Linked DNA regions of Canis lupus: region 1 is linked to region 2. Evidence: chromatin contacts called from public Hi-C data. All regions are on one chromosome and are shown on one strand. The core of a region is the stretch at or near the end of the contact, and the rest is flanking DNA. Distances in the headings are between cores, read along the strand shown. Region 1 holds the start of JUN (transcription factor AP-1). Region 2 has its middle 140 kb from the start of JUN.

Evidence for each region. A called contact is a pair of places that touch in the nucleus more often than the background predicts.
Region 1: a Hi-C map of blood shows a contact between it and region 2, with 2.3 times the contacts expected there. The contact joins the promoter of JUN here to the enhancer-like site in region 2. A contact is called at or near these places in 2 of 9 Hi-C or Micro-C datasets (amygdala and blood).

What each region holds. Positions count from the first base shown.
Region 1 is chr5:51,324,837-51,329,254 of UU_Cfam_GSD_1.0, forward strand. JUN (transcription factor AP-1) reads left to right here and starts at 2,144. Exons shown (of 1, transcript XM_038537394.1): 1 at 2,144-3,475. The coding sequence starts at 2,360. The coding sequence ends at 3,385. LOC102155586 (a long non-coding RNA gene) reads right to left here and starts at 1,061. Exons shown (of 3, transcript XR_005359703.1): 1 at 973-1,061; 2 at 185-327.
Region 2 is chr5:51,186,956-51,191,916 of UU_Cfam_GSD_1.0, forward strand. No RefSeq gene overlaps it. Among named protein-coding and RNA genes, the nearest start is that of JUN, 140 kb to the right of the region's middle. Within about 2 kb of position 1,491, at least 2 of the 20 cell types and tissues checked have an H3K27ac peak or open chromatin away from gene starts, as enhancers often do. A contact at or near this core is called in blood, where this site is marked.

The sequences.
Region 1 (4,418 bases), core at 894-3,393, 140 kb after region 2:
TCAGAGCTCAGCCACGTGTTCACTTCACGCCGTGGCAGCGCTGGGCCACGGCAGGAGCCACGATTCCCGGCTTCGGGATTCTTTCCGCCACACACTTCTGTCCCCAAGGCGTGCGGGGTAGTGGGGTGGGGGGGGTGGGGGGGTGGAGGATAAAAGAACCACCGCAGAAAAGGGCGCCACTTACATGAGTCTAGCGCTTCCTAGAGGCCACCCGGGATATGGGCCCACCACCCGGCCGGGAGGGCAGCCGGTGTGAAATCCAGGTCCCACCCGGGACTCGCTGCGTGACTTATTCCTGAGTATCTGACACTCTCGGGACTGGTTTTCCTGTAAACAAATCAGGACTCGGAGGGTGTGGGGGTGTGTGCGCGCGCGTGTGGTTGCACGCTGTGCGCGGGCGTGCAGCAGACGATCGCCGGGGTTCCCCAAGTTTCGGATTCCCTACACGCTCATTCACAACTGGAAGCTGAGCTGCCCCCTAATTCCACCCCCTAGGAGAGAAATTTCCCCCGCGGGCAGAACTGTGAACCCTCGCACCCCTTTTCCCTCGGCCTGCAGGGTGCGCTGCGGGTGCGGGGGGTGGGGGGCTGCAGCGCGGACCGAGCTGGGCACCCAGTCTGGAGCAGTGCAGGCCCCTGGGCGGCCGGCGCCGCGGGACAGCAGCGCGGGCGGCCGCTGGTGAACTTGACCGGGACACAAACTTCGCGGCGTCCTCAACGGGGGGCGGGAGGGGGCGCGCTCGCGAGACCGGCCCCAAACGGACGCCCGCTTTCCCCGGCCCGCACAGGGGACTTAAGGGAGCCACCTTAAGGGCGGTGCTCCCGCCCCCCGGAAGTGCGGGGGGGGGGCGGGGGACGCCGGCCCGGAGCTCGGCCTGCAGCCGCGGCAGGCGGCGCGGCGCCCGCGGAGGACCTCGAGCGCCCCGAGTGGTGCACCCCTCCCCGCACCCCGCGCGCCCTCGGCCCCGGGCACCTGGCCGGGTCCCCGCGCCTTCCCGCCAGCGCCCTGAACTGGAGCCCGCCCGGGCCGCGGGAGCCCGCGTCCGCCCGCGTCCGCCCGCGTCCGCCCGGCTCGCGGCAGCCGCCGTCACCCGACAGTCAAATCCCAAGACGTCAGCCCACAATGCACCGGGCGGGCCGGGAAAGACGCGCGGCGGAGGAGACGGGGGCAGAGCCGGGCGCGAGCCGCGCGGGAGGGGGAGGGGGGAGGGGGAGGGGGAGGGGGAGGGGGAGGAGGAGAAAGAAGGGCCCAACTGTAGGAGGGCAGCGGAGCATTACCTCATCCCGTGAGCCTCCGCGGGGCCGGAGAAGAATCTTCTAGGGTGGGGTCTCCATGGCGACGGGCGGGCCCGCCCCCTGGAGAGCGACGCGAGCCAATGGGAAGGCCTTGGGGTGACATCATGGGCTATTTTTAGGGGTTGACTGGTAGCAGATAAGTGTTGAGCTCCGGCTGGATAAGGGCTCAGAGTTGCACTGAGTGTGGCCGAGGCGGCGAGGTGGGAGTGGAGGAGCGCGGACTCGGGGAGGCGGGCGGCCGCGGGCAGGCGAGACGGCCGGAGAGTCCGGGCTGCAAAATCCGCTTTCCGTTTTGCATTTTCCTCGCCGACTGGCCGGAGCTAGCGCCTGTGGCTCCCGGGCTGGTGTTTCGGGGAGCGCCCGGAGAACCCCCTTCTCCAGCCGCCCCCGGGAGGAGAGCCCCGCCGCCCGGGAGCCGTGACAGCGCGGAGAGCGGCGACAGGTCCGTCCGCGCAAGTGCAGAGAGTGGCTGCGGCGGCTCAGAACTTTCCTGGCCGGGAGCACAGGGGACGAGTGGCCCGGGTCCCGGAGCGAACTTTTGCAAAGCTCTGCCGCGCCTGAGGCTGCGGCGGCTGCGGCGGCGGCGGCGGCGGCGGCGGCGGCGGCCGGGACGAGAGAGGCGGCGGCGGAGCGAGGAGACCGCGGAGGGACGTGCGCTCGGCGCCCCTCGCCCCGGTGGCTGAACTTGGGCGAGCGCGAGCCGCGGCTGCCCGGCGCCCCCTCCCCCTGTCGCCGCGGGGGCGGGCCCGCGGGCCCCCGGGAGCCGCCGCGCCCCGAGAGCGCCCCGAGCGCGCCCCGTGGGTGACCGCGACTTTTCCCCGAGGCGGGCAGCGCGCGCGCCAGCTGACCCAGGAGGAGCGCGGCGGCGGCCGGAGCCGGTGAGCGGGGCGCGGGGGGAGGACCGCCGGCGGGAGCGCGCGCCCCTCCAGAAACTTTCCTCTAGCCCAGGGCCGCCCCCCCCACCCGGGAGGCGCGGGGGTCCCCCGCTCGCCAGCGCGCTGTTGCGGCCCCGAAACTTCTGCGCGCAGCCCAAAGTAACCCCGCGCGAAGTGACGGACTGTTCTATGACTGCAAAGATGGAAACGACCTTCTACGACGATGCCCTCAACGCCTCGTTCCTGCAGTCCGAGAGCGGCGCCTACGGCTACAGTAACCCCAAGATCCTGAAGCAGAGCATGACCCTGAACCTGGCCGACCCGGTGGGCAGCCTGAAGCCGCACCTCCGGGCCAAGAACTCGGACCTGCTCACCTCGCCCGACGTGGGGCTGCTCAAGCTGGCCTCGCCCGAGCTGGAGCGCCTGATCATCCAGTCCAGCAACGGGCACATCACCACCACGCCGACCCCCACGCAGTTCCTGTGCCCCAAGAACGTGACGGACGAGCAGGAGGGCTTCGCCGAGGGCTTCGTGCGCGCCCTGGCCGAGCTGCACAGCCAGAACACGCTGCCCAGCGTCACGTCGGCGGCGCAGCCGGTCAGCGGCGCGGGCATGGTGGCCCCGGCGGTGGCCTCCGCGGCGGGCGGCGGCGGCGGCGGCGGCGGCTTCAGCGCGGGCCTGCACAGCGAGCCGCCGGTCTACGCCAACCTCAGCAACTTCAACCCGGGCGCGCTGAGCAGCGGCGGCGGGGCGCCCTCCTACGGCGCGGCCGGCCTGGCCTTTCCCGCGCAGCCCCAGCAGCAGCAGCAGCCGCAGCAGCCGCAGCAGCCCCCGCAAGCGCCGCACCACCTGCCCCAGCAGCTCCCCGTGCAGCACCCGCGCCTGCAGGCCCTGAAGGAGGAGCCGCAGACGGTGCCCGAGATGCCCGGGGAGACGCCGCCCCTGTCCCCCATCGACATGGAGTCGCAAGAGAGGATCAAGGCCGAGAGGAAGCGCATGAGGAACCGCATAGCTGCCTCCAAGTGCCGGAAAAGGAAGCTGGAGAGGATCGCCCGGCTGGAGGAAAAAGTGAAAACCTTGAAAGCGCAGAACTCGGAGCTGGCGTCCACGGCCAACATGCTCAGGGAACAGGTGGCACAGCTTAAACAGAAAGTCATGAATCACGTTAACAGTGGGTGCCAGCTCATGCTAACGCAGCAGTTGCAAACGTTTTGAGGACAGACTGTCGGGGGCTTGAGGGGCAACCGAGAGAGAGGAGAGAGAGAGAGAGAGAGAGGAGAAAAAAAAAAACCACACACACACACAGAGAGCGAGAGCGAGAGAACTTGAGAACTTGACAAGTTGCAAGAGAGAGCGAGAGAGACAAGAAGTGTCCAAGGACTAAAGCCAAGGGTATCCAAGTTGGACTGGGCGGCGTCCTGACGGCGCCCCCAGTGTGCACGAGTGGGAAGGACTTGGCGCGCCCTCCCCTGGCACGGGGCCAGGGAGCGGCTGCCCGCGGGCTGCCCCGCTTTGCGGACGGGCTGTCCCCGCGCGAACAGAACGTTAGACTTTTCTTTAACATTGACCAAGAACTGCATGGACCTAACATTCGATCTCATTCAGTATTAAAGGGGTGGGGGGGGGGGAGGGAGGGGGAAGGGTTCCAAACTGCAATAGCGACTGTAGATTGCTTCTGTAGTACTCCTTAAGAACACAAAGGGGAGGAGGGGGGGTGTTGGGGGAGGGGAGGCGGGAGGGAGGTTTGTGAGAGCGAGGCTGAGCCTGCAGATGAACTCTTTTCTGGCCTGCCTTCCTTAACTGTGTATGTACATATATATATTTTTTAATTTGATGAAAGCTGATTACTGTCAATAAACAGCTTCATGCCTTTGTAAGTTATTTCATGTTTGTTTGTTTGGGTGTCCCGCCCAGTGTTGTTTGTAAATAAGAGATTTGGAGCACTCTGAGTTTACCATTTGTAATAAAGTATATAATTTTTTTATGTTTTGTTCCTGAAAATTCCAGAAAGGATATTTAAGAAAATACAATAAAATATTGGAAAAGTACCCCTCCCACAACCTCTTTTCTGCATCATCTGCGGATTAACCTATCTAGGTGGAGTTGAAAGAGTGAAGAGTGTCAACTAAGACCACTCTCAGTGCTGCTTACTGATGTATAGCAGTGAAAACTATTCTCTACTGGACTGGAGAATTAACTGTAGCTGATGCTCTCCTCAGCTTCTACTCTTCCCTCCCCCCCCAACCAT
Region 2 (4,961 bases), core at 241-2,740:
GCACAGTGCCTGGAGCATCAGAAGTGCTTCATTTAGTGACTTCCTATCACTCGTCTGGGGAGCGAGGGTGGCTGCAAAAAGCAGGTGATACTTGAGCTGACCTCAGAAGGGGAGGAAGCAGATATGGCTCCATGGTGTGCAGCTTGTGCAGTCACACCTAGCCCCATGCTCAGAAGAGCCCAGAACTTGGTTTTATGCTCTGCTTTGCTGTCTTGAAGTTCTTTTTTTTTTTTTTTAATTTTATTTATTTGATGGAGAGACAGAGCCAGAGAGCACAAGCAGGGGAGAATGGCTGAGGGAGAGGGAGAAGTAGACCCCCTGCTGAGAAGAGAGCCCAACGTGGGGGTCGAACCCAGGACCCTGAGATCATGACCTGAGCCCAAGGCAGATGCTTAACTGACTAAGTCACCCAGGTGCCCCTGTCTTGAAGTTCTTAACAATTTTTGAACAAGGGGCCCCCTATTTTCATTTTGCATTGGACCCCACAAATTATGCAGTGTTGCTGTGAGTAGGGGACCACCAGGCTGAGAAGGGTTACTTTTGAAGGAAAGGGCCCTGAATGTGCACAGGCAATGCTGGAACTGGAGGCTCAGCTTGTTCTAGAAATAGTCGGCGTCAGGCTGGGTGCTTCCAGCTGGAGAGCTGTGTGCGGGGGGAAAGCAGAGTGATAAACAGTGACAGGCCTTGGTGCCACATTAAGGAGTTGGATGTTACGTGTGACCACATGAGAGCCTTTCCAGCTCTGTGAGCCTGGAAGTGCAGAGGTGAGTGATAGCTCAGAGAGAGCACCAGCACTGCGGTGGTGGTACTTGCTATGCACACATGTGTGACCTGCACCCTATAGATGAGGAAACAGACCAGAGAGGTGCAGAGCAAGGGCTGCGATGGGACTTGTGTGGGCTCTCAGCCCTTTTGGCTCCATGCACCCCTCTTCCCATATATAAATATACACAGAAATATACACATGCATATATACACACACTGGGACACACACATGTGTGTAAATATACTTTGCAATGCCATGGGAACAAAGGCAAATGCTTAATGCTATATACTAAAGCATTTTCTTTGACCTAAAGAATGGTTGGGGGGGCGGGGCGGATTCTGAGACGCCGTGCCTACTTGACTTAAAAGTCACCCTAGAGAGAAGCTGCTCAGCTCTTCCAGCCCCCCAGGTGCTGCAGCCAAGAACTGCCAGGTCGCTCCAGAAGGGACAAATGGTCCTTTGTCTCCTCAAGGGAAATGCTGGCCAATCCCTAAGACCCTTTCAGCTGGGGCCTGCTGTGCCTCCAAGGACCTTCCATCCCAAGGTCCTGTGGAGAGGGCTGGTGGTTGTTTGGGTTTAGAGCTGGCTGGTGGGGCTGAGTGACAGGTGAAGGAGAGAAAGTGGCAAATATCCCGGAATTTGGGGAAAACTCAAAGGTCTCCATGTCTGTAGATGTCTGCGACTTGATGTCTACTGCCACGTACGCTGTCAACCCTGGGGACCAAGCTGCCTGCCTACCACACCCAGACAGAGGTGGGGAGGCTGAGTCAGTGGCAGCTGCTGAGGATGCTGTCTGGAAAGAAGAAATATCACCGTCTGTTTGTCTGTCTGTTGCAAAGAAACCTGCCTGGGGGCAGGGGAAGTGCACGGGCCTTTATCTGTGCGTCAGTTGCTCACGTCGCCCAGGAGAATAACAGAGGTTCAGAGGGGTAACCCCACTTCACCTCCTCCCCCAGGCTTTTTTCACAGGCTCTTCACTGGCCTTCTCTTCCTTTCCTCCACATACCCAGGTGGTGACAAGATGCCTGGTATGGAAGCTTCAGTCCAGTCCTCCCACTGCCCAGCTTTGGCCACTCCATGTACCTGGATAGGTGGGCAGGAGATGGCACAGGGAGTGCTGATTTGGAAAGAAAAGAGATCTGGCCTGTTTATCCTTATAGATCTCAATCTTCTCTTCATCTTCAGATCACATTTCTCCAAGCTTCAAGCCCCCTCTTGCTAGGTATTTATGATGGATGGATGGATGGATGGATGGATGGATGGATGGATGGATGGATGAGTGAGGCAACATTCAACCTTTCCAAGTCTTAGAAGGCACTCCTTCCGCCCTCCAACTTCTGTGGCCAGGAGCATAACCCAAGAGCCCAACTGCCTCTAAAACAGGAGGGAGATTGAAACTTGCAGATTTGGAGAAAAGTGATTGAAAAAGTTCCTACCTATTTTCCCTGTGAAGGGTTTATCAAGAAGATAAAGGATGAAGTTTAAAAATTACTATTGCATAGCAATTTGGTTGGGGATCACAAGGTAGTGCCATGGGCCCTATGGTTTTTGGTGGTCAGAGTAATAGATAATATTTCCAGAGCAATTATCACAAGGCAGGCACTGGGCCTGATGCTCTACTCACATGAACTCCTCTCATCTTTACAACCACCTGGGGGGCAGGTGCCTCAGTAAGGATGAGACATGTCATGCTGTAGGAATTTAAAACAAAAACCATGCTAAGTGGTTTACAAATAGAAAAGTTTATTTCTTGCTCATGCTATCTGTCCAGTGTGGCTGGAGAGGAGGCATGGCAAGAATGAGAAGGTCTGAAAGGCTGAGAAGGAAAGGATGGAGAGTCCAGAGCCTGACACTCAGAAGGGGATCCCAGAGCCAGTATGCAGAGAGCTCCAGAGTGATGAGCCGGAGAGAAGGTCAGAGAGTGGGACCTGGGAATTTGACATTTCAGGGGTGGGGCAGCAGCCAGCCCAGATAAGAGCAGGTGTGGCTCCGAGTGTGGGTGGTTGGAGTGGAGTAAAGATGAAGGTCCCTGGAACTGAGGTCAAAGGTTCTGGTGGATGGACCAGCTTCTGTCCTCTGGGAGGAATTGGGATCTATAGAAGGTATAACAAGCCATAGGTTAAGTATATTGCAGTTTCCTGAGCTATCAATTTCCCCAGGAGATGAGGTTTGGAAGTTATCTTTTAATAGTCAAACATGAGAAGATAATGTACAAGACCTCTAAGAAAGGTGTGTGTGAAAGCCCACCCTCCTATGCCCTGGAAAGCCTGAGCCCACTAGATGGAGAGGAGCCACCTAAAAGTCATAGATGAACATAACCAGTTGCAAACAACCAAGGACCAGGGGTCTAGTAAAATTTCTATTCAATGATCATAATAATAGTTCACAGTTTACAAGAGCTCGTTATATGCTAGGTTTTGTTTGAAACATTCTAGATGTATAGCTGTTTCGATTCTCTTGGGACACCCTACAGGAGGGGCCATTTTTATTCCCACCTTATAGATGAGGAAAAGAAGCATCTAGCACAGCAAGTGACCAAAGTCACCAATGTGACACGCTAGTGTGTGTCAGAAGTGGGAATTGAACTTGGGCAAAGTGGCTTTAGAGCCCATGCTCGTAAACACTACACCGGTGGTTCTCCAACATGGATGAGCATCAGAACTCCTTGAGGGGGGGTTCTTAGAGAAGGCTGTTGGGCCTCTCCCCTAGAGGCTTGGGGTGGCCCAGGAATTTGTATTTTTGAGAAGTCCCCAGGTGACTCTCAGGCTGCGGGTCCCTCGACCACACTTCATCTTGCCTCACAAATAGACACACACAGCGACTATTCGTGCATAGCAGGTACAACTCCCTCCATCTGTGGCTACCAAATGCCTGGCAGCAAGTACGTGTTGTGTGTGTGTGTCTGTGTGTGTGTGTGTGTGTGTGTGTACATGCTGGTGTGTCACAGAAGCCAGAGGATTATGGCTTAAGTAGCACTAGGGAACAATGAAGAAATTGGTCCTGCTTCTTGTCCCTGAGGTACAGAGGATATGGAAAAACAAGCCATCTCCACAGAGAGAGTAAGGGATACACACTCTACTCAAGGTCTGGAGACAGGTACACAGAGCAGCCGGGCTTTAAGTAAAGTGCATCTGGTGCAATTCGGGATCTAGAGGACAGAGTGGGAAGAACAGAGAAGGCGGCAGAGATGGGCCAGAGTGGGGTGCTGATGGCAGGGTGGTAAGGAAGACAGCAGGCTGAAGATGACCATGCAGGAGGGAAGTGCAGACAGGTCATCACCAGAGGCTCTCCTGAAGTTGACCACCTCCCTTCCCCTTCTGGAAATTTCCTAGGGTCCTGTGATGACAAATAATACAGGAGCTGATACCTGAAATAGCATCCAAAGAGCTTCTTCTCATGGAAAGGAGTACGCCAAAATTAGGCATCAGCTTCTGCAAGGTCAGCCTTTAAGTCCTAAATTCAGGTGTCGCTGAAATCACCAACTCCCTGAAGAAAACCTTCCACCCTTCTCATTCACTGCCTTTGGTTAAGCATGTGGGGCCCCCTCAGCTCCCCAGCAGCTGTCTCTCCTGTAATTTGGGGTCCAGCTTAATTAAGAGCTCCACTGGCCGATTAGTCTTGGTCACCTCTGTAATTGGGCACCAGCTGTGTTTTCTCTTGACAAGGACTCCTTTATGGAGCTTCTAGTGTAAATGCATTACATGAAAAAACATAACAGTTCCAGGGTTATATGATCATAAAACCAAGAACACTTGTTTTCTATAGAAATAAAGAGTGCATCTCTCTCTCTCTATGTTCCAGAAAATATTTTTTTGGAAAGTTGGGAGGGAGCATATCGGACGGCAAATTCTTCATTTGTTTATGTTCTGGATATGAACGCGGACGGTGATTTTATATGAAGTTTTGCATAATCACAGGTGTTGGTGCATAAAGACTCAGGAAGTTTCCTGGCAGAAACGTGAGACTTGAGAAATTGAACCATGAATGGCTCCATTTATGAACAGCCACCAATGATTGACAGAATGACTATTAATAGCTAATATTAACTAAGCCCTTCTTATGGGCTCAACCCTATGCCAAGCACTTGGAAGGGATTGTCTTGCTTAAAGCTGGCAATAACTTTATGAGGTGGGTACAAATGTTCTCCTCATTTTTACAGATCAGGAAACTGAGGCCCAGAGAGGTGAAATAATTC